Regions from separate parts of the Danio rerio genome. Here region 2 is linked to region 1. A link is a contact called in public Hi-C data. All regions are on one chromosome and are shown on one strand. Each heading gives the region's core, a stretch centred on a gene start, on an enhancer-like site or on the middle of the called end of the contact. The rest is flanking DNA. Distances are from core to core; before and after follow the strand shown. Region 1 overlaps uacab (uveal autoantigen with coiled-coil domains and ankyrin repeats b). Region 2 holds the start of map2k5 (mitogen-activated protein kinase kinase 5).

What was found. Hi-C and Micro-C count contacts between places; a contact is called where the count stands out from the background.
Region 2: a contact with region 1 is called in a Hi-C map of an unstated tissue, with 2.2 times the contacts expected there. The contact joins the promoter of map2k5 here to the enhancer-like site in region 1. A contact is called at or near these places in 3 of 18 Hi-C or Micro-C datasets (embryo and an unstated tissue).

The regions. Positions count from the first base shown.
Region 1 is chr7:33,857,954-33,862,687 of GRCz12tu, forward strand. uacab (uveal autoantigen with coiled-coil domains and ankyrin repeats b) reads right to left here. Exons shown (of 19, transcript XM_005168952.6): 16 at 2,673-4,734; 17 at 2,407-2,559; 18 at 598-663; 19 at 1-313. The coding sequence ends at 242. Among named protein-coding and RNA genes, the nearest start is that of uacab, 69 kb to the right of the region's middle. Within about 2 kb of position 2,453, at least 3 of the 62 cell types and tissues checked have an H3K27ac peak or open chromatin away from gene starts, as enhancers often do.
Region 2 is chr7:34,126,948-34,131,681 of GRCz12tu, forward strand. map2k5 (mitogen-activated protein kinase kinase 5) reads right to left here and starts at 2,841. Exons shown (of 22, transcript NM_001114317.1): 1 at 2,487-2,841; 2 at 2,249-2,297; 3 at 1,963-2,030. The coding sequence starts at 2,618.

The sequences.
Region 1 (4,734 bases), core at 1,203-3,702:
AATGTGCTTATTCAAGATTAAATCAATATCCATTGCCTCTCATGTTTATAGTATATGAGCTTTTGGATACGTTTAGCTATAATCTACATTCCGGATTCAAATTGTTAAAGCAAACACCACCGAACCCAACCAGAAGAATATGACTGAAGATATCCAGAGCAGTATCAAACTGCACTGAGCTGAATGGGAGGTTACTGTGTGAATGATGAATTGGAGTCAGTGTAGTCTCAGTGTGTTGACTTCAACACACAAAACCTTGTCTCATTCGAATGATCTGCAATAAGGCAGCTTGGACGTCTTCATCCATGTGACCCTTAAAGAAAACAAGAGAGCTGCATTCAATCAGTATCTTACACAATCTTCTATACAATTACATGCTATGAATTGAACACTGTCACAATCTAATACTATAACCGTATTTTCTTGCATTTAGCGATTTCATCTACAGTTGAAAAAGATCATACACCATTATAACCCTTTTAATAAATGGCCTTGAAAAGCAGCAACATGCAGCAACATAAAACAGCAACATAAAAGGAATATCTTCTGGAAAAGAAAAGAATTCTTCACACTTGACGCACACTCAAACACAATTACCTGTGCTGCACTGAGAAGATGAGTTCGATAAATTGAAACCACTTCTCTATGTTGCCTCTCAGCGTCCTGTTTAGATGAAAAAACAAGACACGTCAGGTAGTGTATTATAAGGTCTTGCAAGGTTAGATGGTTAATCTGTTTAACACAATACACTTCTCAGCAACAACATTTCAAGCCGTTTACTTGAATACACGCACACAATTTAAAATAGGGAGGTAGAAGGTTTTCTTCTTAACCCACACATTCTATTCTACTACTTTTTACATTCACACCTAAACTTAATTTATAATGTTGTATATAAATTTACAGTACATTTGTTGTTCAGTTGTTGTTTTGTTTTATGGGAAGGTCAAAAGAGACAAGCAACTGGTGACAATGCACAGGATTAAATCGAGACTGCACATTTTTTTTTATGCTACCATTCAAAAACTTGAATTAAAAACTTGATCAACTTGAAAACTTGATATAAAAAAAAATTGCCTCTGTAAATTCAGCTACAATCAAAAATATACATTTTAAAATGTATAAAAACAGATGTTATTCTAAACTTTACTTTCACATTATATTTAAAAATTTGAATTACGTATCGTTTAAATATAAAGTATATAGTCATTATACAAAGATCACCAAATTTTAGATAAGTATATATAATTGTATAATCCTGCGGCTGCTGAGATGGCAACCTGAGAAAAAAATCAGTCCCTGCTGCCATTCTATCAGCCCCAGTTCCTTGCTTCTACTTTTTGGTTATTTACAGTACAGTGCTCAGCATATACAGTACAAGTACACTCCTCACAAATCTATATTTAAATTTCTTATTGTTAATAGGAAGCTCTATACAATATTATATTTGTGCATATACATCAGATTAGTCAGTACTGAAGTCAAATCTAGAGCTTATCTAACAAAATAATATATTTTTATTATATCTTTTTATTGTTTTTAGCATAAGAAAAAAAAACAATAACATAAATGAAACAAAAATATAAATATATAAAAATTAAATATTTTTCAGAGAAATGTGTAGGCTTCACAACTTGACATATGCCAAACCAATCCCACCTATAATGAGTTACAAGTCAGCATCAATGACATAAAACAGAATTGAATTCCAGATTTAAAAAAAAAAAAAAAAAGGTTTTGTTTGTTTGTCATCCCATATCGCATTTCTTCCACATAAATGTATCTCCTATTTCTGAGGTGTCTCCAAAAATGGCCAATTTATGCTCTGGTGACAGATGAATTTATGGCAAGACCAGAATGAGTGAGTCAATGTACCTTCAAAGTTTTTACATTTATTGCACAATAAGGTTACATTTGGGTTATCTAACAAACTAACTTACAATAACAATGCAAAAACTATTACACCCAAATTTATATGTTATAGAAAAATATTAAACACAAATAAAAAAAAGAGGAAAAATTAAGAGAAGCAAAAAAAAAATGGAAAAATTGTAGGTTGTAATATTTTAGTTTTGCAATATTTAGCTTGAATTTAATTGCATTGTTTTCTTTCAATTGGTGACTAAAATATTATTTTATTAAATTTATATGCTTAATAAATCGGTTTTGTTTAAATGTATAAAAATACATTGCCTATGTTCACTGAGAAATGGATAAAAATATTCATTTTTAAAATGGGGTCTACTCAATTATGCTGAGCACTGTACATAAGGCTCTAGAATCCATTATGAATGCAAGTCAGTCAGTAAGGGAGTATATTTTTTAAGTCCAAGGTGATGGCATGTCATATTTGTGGGCAATTACGAGCAAATCCACCGGCATGTGTATGTGCACAGAGCTACTCACAGCCAGCTGCTGCTGGAGGCTCTTGACCTGGGCTTGGAGAGTGTCAATGTGTTGAGTCTGTCTCTTGTTGGGCGTATTGCCAGAATAAGCCAGCTGGGATAAGCCATTCAGAGCCTGTTTCAGCCTTTCAACATCTGCCAACAGCTCTGTGATCTGAAACAGAGAACACCTTGCTTATAATCGGACAAAATATCAGCCACTTACAGAAAAGGCTCTTCCACATAATAAATTAGAATAAATTTTAAAAAATAAAATAAAAATCTCACCCTTTTGTCTTTAACCTCAGTCTGCTCAGAGGACGCCTGAATCCTCTTCTGCAGTTCTCCAATGGTGCTGAGGGATTCCTCATATCTCTCTTTCAGATCTCGGATCTCCTTCTCAATGGAGGCGCTCTTGACTTGCAGGGCCTCGGTTTCTGCTATCGCCCTCTTTTCACCCTCTCTAGCCTGGGCTGTTTCCCTGTACAGATCCTCATACTGCTCATCCAGACCCGACAGCCGATCCCCAAGTTCGCGTACCTTCTCCTCCAGCTTGTGCTTTTCAGCTTTCAGCTCTGTCACCTGTTCTTCATGACTACGGAGGTCGTCCAGAGCGTGTGTGGCTCTGAGGAGCTCAGTCTGCAGAGTGGAAACATCTTCAGCCCTCTGCGCACTGGTTTCTTCCTCCTCCCGCAGGGCCAAGCGGAGCTCGTTGACCTCACGCTCTAGAGCGTCTTTAACCTGGCTAAACTGGGCCTCTTCACAGCTCTGACTCTGAAGTTGTTTCTCGATTTCATGAACACGCTGGACCTCCAGTCTGTGAGCTTCACTTAAGCTCTTGCACTCCTTTTGGGCGTCCTGCAGCCTTCCATTCAGAGAACTCTGCATGGCCTGAAACTGCTCAAGGTGGATGAACTCACTATTGAGTTTCTGCTGAAGACTCTGTATCTCAGAATTGCACAATGCATTTTGCTCCTCCAGTTCAGCCCTCTGAATTGTAACCTCTTTATACTGCTGCTCCAACTCCACCAACTTCAGACTCAGCTCTTCCACCTGACCCTTGTAGTGATCCTCCACTTCTTTGTGCTTCTCGCCAGACACAAGCCCTGTATGAAGTTTCTGCTGCAATGACTCGATTTCGTCTTTCATTTTTTCATTCACTTGCCTTTGGCTTTTCCCTACAGTCTTTTCGTTATTGTACATCTCCTGAACATTGGTGAGTTTATCTTCCAAATTCTTTAAAGTGGTGTTGAACTCCATTTCTTTTTCTTCCAGAGTGGTCACTGGCACAAACTTCAACTGCAGTGCTTCTTGAATAGTGTCCAGCTCTTTCTTCTGTGCTTCGATTTCCTTGTGGAGCTTTGATTCACTCTCTTGAGCAGACTGATACTTTGAGTAGGCATCATGAGCTCTTTCCTCTGCTTCTGATAAAGCTGTGCTCATTGTGCTTTTCAACATCTCATGTTCCACAAGACTGACATATTCATTGTCTAACTTGGCCTGCACTTTCTCAAACTCTTCTTTCAACGTTGCATTTCCTTCTTTTGCCTGCTGTAACTCCTCGCCTCGAACTCTACAATCCTCTTCCAACTTTGCGATTTCAATCTTAGCTTTCTCCAAAGCCTCCTCCAGCTCTATCTGCATTCTCTCATACTCCTCCTTTGTGACAAACTTTGTGTCAAAGCTCTGCTTCAGTGTTGCCTTTTCAGATGCCAAACCCTCAAGTTCACTGACTTTCTTCTGGTATTGATCTTGTAGGCTATTAATAACTCCTTCTAGTTCTGTGTTGCGTTCTGTGAGTACAGCCATCTCACTCTCATAACGTTCACAAGGTATGTACATGCTCCTCAAGTTAGTAATGTTCTCACAAAGAGAGGTTTTCTCCTCCTGTAGCTTCCGTATTTGCTCCTCAGCCTGTTTGTTCTTCTCGGTCTCCTCTGTTAATCGAACCCTCAACTCCTCTACAGCGAGTCCCATAGACCTTTTCACGTCCTCGTGGTTTTCCAAGGTCACAAACTTGGTCTTCAGATTGTTGCTGAGTACTTGCAGCTCCTCTCTGAGCAGCTCTCTCTCGTCCTCACCTTCCTCCACTTCACAAATTAACGACTGACACTTTGAAGTCACGTCAGCAAGTTTCTTCTTTAGCGTTGAGTTTTGCTCTTCTAGAGCAACCCGCACTCGCTCGTGCTCTTGAAGGGGAACGGATTGGCGGTCGTCCATCGCACGATGGAGCTCTGCCACTTCCTCCAGCACACGGTCATAATCTTCCCTTAATTCAGCCAGCTGTAGCTCCTTCTCGTCAACAGCATTGGTAAGAAGGTTCTTCATGTTGTCAAACTTCTCTGCCGCA
Region 2 (4,734 bases), core at 1,591-4,090, 270 kb after region 1:
CTGGAAAAGAGCGCAACAGTGACCACCTACTTCCAGAAGCATTTTGCTTTGTTTAACATTGCACGCAATATAAACAAGTGTTGTTGTAATCTTTTGGTATTGATAATAACCATGAAGTGTAATAAATAAATAAATAAATACAGACAATGATATAACAGACGTGATAAAACTGTAAATAATCCAGCACCAATAACTATCTGCTTGACACTCCAACATAGTAGGTGGGGGCATTGCAATTTAAAGGGATAGTTCATCCAAAAATGAAAATTCTTTCCATAATGTACCATCACTTATACACCTTTGATTTGTTCCCGAAACAGTTTACAGAGTATTTTTGTTTTTTATTGTTCTGTTGAACACAAAAGAAGACACATTGCAAAATGTTGGAAACCTGTATCCACTGACTTCCATAGTAAGAAGAAGAAATTGCTATGGAGGTCAATGGTTTTCAGTTTCCACTGAATCTTCAATAATTCCTCATTTGTGTTTAACTAAAGACTATAGACCTTTTTCTTCATTGCTGCATGGAGGGCACCATAGTGACCAGCGCCTTCCGGTAGTGTGTTTACTGTTTTCAGTGGCTTCAAAGTGTTTTTTTTTATGCAAAACATTAATTTAGAAAGAAAGATGTGTGTTAAAGTCGCTGTACTTCTGTAAGATGAGGTTCAAGTGCAAGAGAAAAACAGATGCTGAAATATAGCGTCAGTGTATGCCGCGGCTCTTCAATGCACACACTCACAATCAATACCTCACTGCATTTTAAAGAGCAAACCATATTACTGGCATGAAACTGGCAGGTATGGAAGGGATGCAATTTCCAAAAATTACCAATAAAAGTATGCTACTGATACTTTTCTGGCTGATTTGTATGTTGATTCTAATCTGGAGCAGTTATAATTTCATTTCATTTAGTTTGTGTTGTGTAGTATTTACCACAGTATGTGTTTTTCAGTCATTTCAACACGCCACTTTGTGTTCACTTTGTGACACTTATTCAATCAATGTGTTAGTGGGACAGTACAGCAGGCTACGTGTGTGCGTGTCAAACATTTTGGAAAATTACGTTTATTTAAGTTATTCATTTATTTGAAAGAAAGAGTTTCCCCATTCAGACAGAATGCCCGAGCATACTGCCAGAGAGGCGTTTCCCAGATGGTCGCCGAGATGGTCAGTAGTAGCTACTTTGTAGTTGCCTGTCGCTCTGGGTGGCGACATGCTGCAAACAGGTCTATGCAGGTCTACAGCACAGAGAATACAATCAAGCTGAGATAGGATCACATGAGCTCTAATGGTGCACCTATTGGCTGTCGCTCAAGAAAGTTGAAGGATTCTCAACTTTGTTGCATCGCTCATGCACACCTGGTCACCAACGTTCACTGTCACTCGCATAGACAGAGGTCACTGGAAGTAGCTTGCACTCCGTTAAAATGAACGGTCGTTTGTCGCTTTGCTGTTGCAAGTCATTCATAATGTAAACGAGGCTTTTAAGGGACTTCAACATAACAAAAAAAACGCAAATAAGTTAAAGGCGAGTAAACGATGGCATAATTTTTATGGATGCTGCTATATTATCGATATCCTAAATGATTTCGTAGTAAAACATATATTTTGTGACAAGTTTGACTTGACATAATAAAATTTGCATTAAAAAAAAAGGTGCAAATGTATGAATGAATGTCTGCACAATTTCTTGTTGACAATAACAATATCCAAAACAACTGACTTATTCATCATAAAAGTTAAAATATATTTGATTTATTAAGAAACTACTATAATTACAAATATATGAATATTTTACAAGTGCATTAACTTCCTTATTTGTGAAGTTAAGTTTACAATTCTAAGCAAAGTTTTTTAATAGTCGGTAGTCTGCTTTTTAAAACTGCTTTAGAAGTCAAACCACATAACAGATCAATTAAAAGTCTCAACAAAGAGTCTGACAGAAATTTCAGACATACTCACATAGGACAGCATGGCTTTGAGCTCGTCATCACTGCGAACTGTGATTCGGTCACCAACTTCATCCTCATCTGAAATAAAAGCGAACTCCATTATTTACAAGCTAATTTCCACAAGCATTTTTATCCTGCACTGTATATTTACTCATTTGCATGAACAACTCTTTAGTTCAGGACAACAGTATTGCAAAGAAATGAAGTTATGTTTTCCTATTTCTTTTTACTCTATTAGCTATACTGATTGCATTTAAACTTGAGTAACATAAGTAAAATACAGCAGCAATACTTACACTCAAATGCTGTGACTGTGGCTTCAGGCATGGCATCTCTGATCGCGGCCTGTCAAAAAAGGGAATCTCAGCAATCACACATTTGACTGACAGCTGTCAATCAGCACCACTATTCGAAAACACATAGCAAAAAGCACATTTTAATAAATGGCATGCTCCACAAATGGTTTCCCTCTTTAAAAAGTCATAAGATATGAGATGAAAACTGGCTGTGAGTTAAATTAAAGCAGCTGCTCACCAGCAAATCATTGAAGTTGAGATGTGATGGACTGTCCACTGGCGAGTCCATGTCCCCCACCGGCGTCTTTATCCGGATGACGATTCCCTCAGATTCCATATTGCTCAGGTTACTCAAAACAAGTAAAAGCATAACAAAAACACACCGACAAACATAATCTTGGCTTTTAGACCGGATTTTCAGACCAACAGCAGCTGGAGAGCTGGCTAGGAGGCTAACAGTTTAACGTAGCATGAGCGCATTTAAAACACGACTGACGCAGCGAACATTCCGTCTAATAAACTCGCGACATGTCATTCCAGATGTGCTAAAGACTTTCTGTCTGCCTGTTAACTGTGTTAGATTTTATCAGTAGTTATCAAACTGTCAACAATGAAAGTAAAACAGAGGAAGTTACGCGGAAGTATATCGACGTTTACCCGGAAGCTGAACCTCTACTAGAGGCGCATAAAAGCCTCAGAAAGCAATCTTGCGAGTTGTGATAAATATTTTGGAGCTGTTATGTTGCTCTCCTGAAACTATAAATCATTTGTTTTGGGGTTGTTCTGTTACTCAAGCTTTCTGGGATAATATTAATGTGCTTATTTCCCAAACGCGTTTTGTAATCTTTACTAATTTTTAGATTTTGTTAACGATTTTTTGTTAACTTTAACATCACATTCAAACAAGAACTGAAATATAATTAAACATAATTTAATTGTTTAGATAGAAAGCAATAAACGTATGTTTTTATTACTTATTATATACAGAAAAGGTATATTTATATTATTTCTTAATGTGCTTTATCATAATTTAAAGGATTAGTTCACCAAAAAGCTAAATTTACTCACTATTTGCTCGTCCTCGATGGATTCCAAATCTTTATGAGTTTCTTTCTTTTATTGAACACAAAATATGTTGAAGAAAGCCTGTAATCATTACCTTCCATAATAGGAAATATATACTATGCAAGTCAATGGTTACAGGTTTCTAACATTTTTTTTTAAATATCTTCTTGTTCTTCCTCAATTGTAAGTTACTTTGGACAAAAGCATCAGCTAAATATCTCAATTTAAAATTTAAATAAACTTATGATGAAACTCAGATTAATTTTTTTAAATATTATATTATTCTTTTTTTTTTCAACTATTGGGGTGCGGCCGGGTAAGGGGCCCTACAAGACAATGTGCCCAGGGAACTCTGAATTCTTAATCCAGGCCTGGATCCAAGACCTGTGAATAAATTATGCCAAGCTATCCATAATCCTGGACCAGGCCGTATTCTGAGCTGATTCTGTGGTGGTCATGGAGGAGCGGAGAGAATGAGACTGATTCCTGAAAGACCCCAGTGACAGACAAGTTGATCCAGTGGGCCAACTTGAACACTGCCAGTGACCTACTCACACCTGCAGCTTCTCCGTGATGGAAATCCAGAATTCTTAAGCCTCCAGCGCCTAGACTACAGCTCTGCACAAGAAGTTTGACCAGAGGAGAAATGGTCATGCCCACCTGAGCCTGGTTTCTCTTGAGGTTTTTTCCTTTACTTTCGTCAATTGGTGAAGTTTTGTTCCTTGTTTGGGACTAGTGGAGCTGCGCATCAATAGATTTGCTCTTTATTGTTTTAACGTTCACTGCTAAAATTTAAACCACACTAAGCTGAACTAAATTGAACTTCAGCTCTAAAAACTGGACTGACACAGTTTCAATTTACTTGAACTTCTAAGCTGCTTTGACACAATCTATATTGTAAAAGTGCTATAGAAATAAAGATGAATTGAATTAAATTGAATATATTCATCTCGATCAACACCAACAGGTTAATCAAAAAGACTGGTGCAAATACACTCTCTTTCAACTCAGATAAACATAATAACTTCACCTAAAATGAATATTTCACATCTAAATGCATTGTTATATGCAGTCTCGGTGGGTGTTGATCATTTCATATATTTCCTCCTCTATTATTTAGTTCTTCCATATTTCACCTCTATTACTTATTACCTCTTTACTGCATTACTTATATACAATTTAAATAGCATTAGTATTTAAAGATTTCCACTTTGCACAAGTCATTAGCGCATAATTGAATGTACAACAAAGAACATTTAGTGCGCTGTTGATTACAGCCTTATCTTAGGGGAGACTCATTCACTCAATCATGGTCACCGGCTGCTGATTGCAAAAGCCTCAACAGACATTGATCCTTCAGCAAAGCAGAGTTTTGTTTCTTTGGCCCTCGGAGTCCAGCTAATGCAGCGTTGATACCCTAG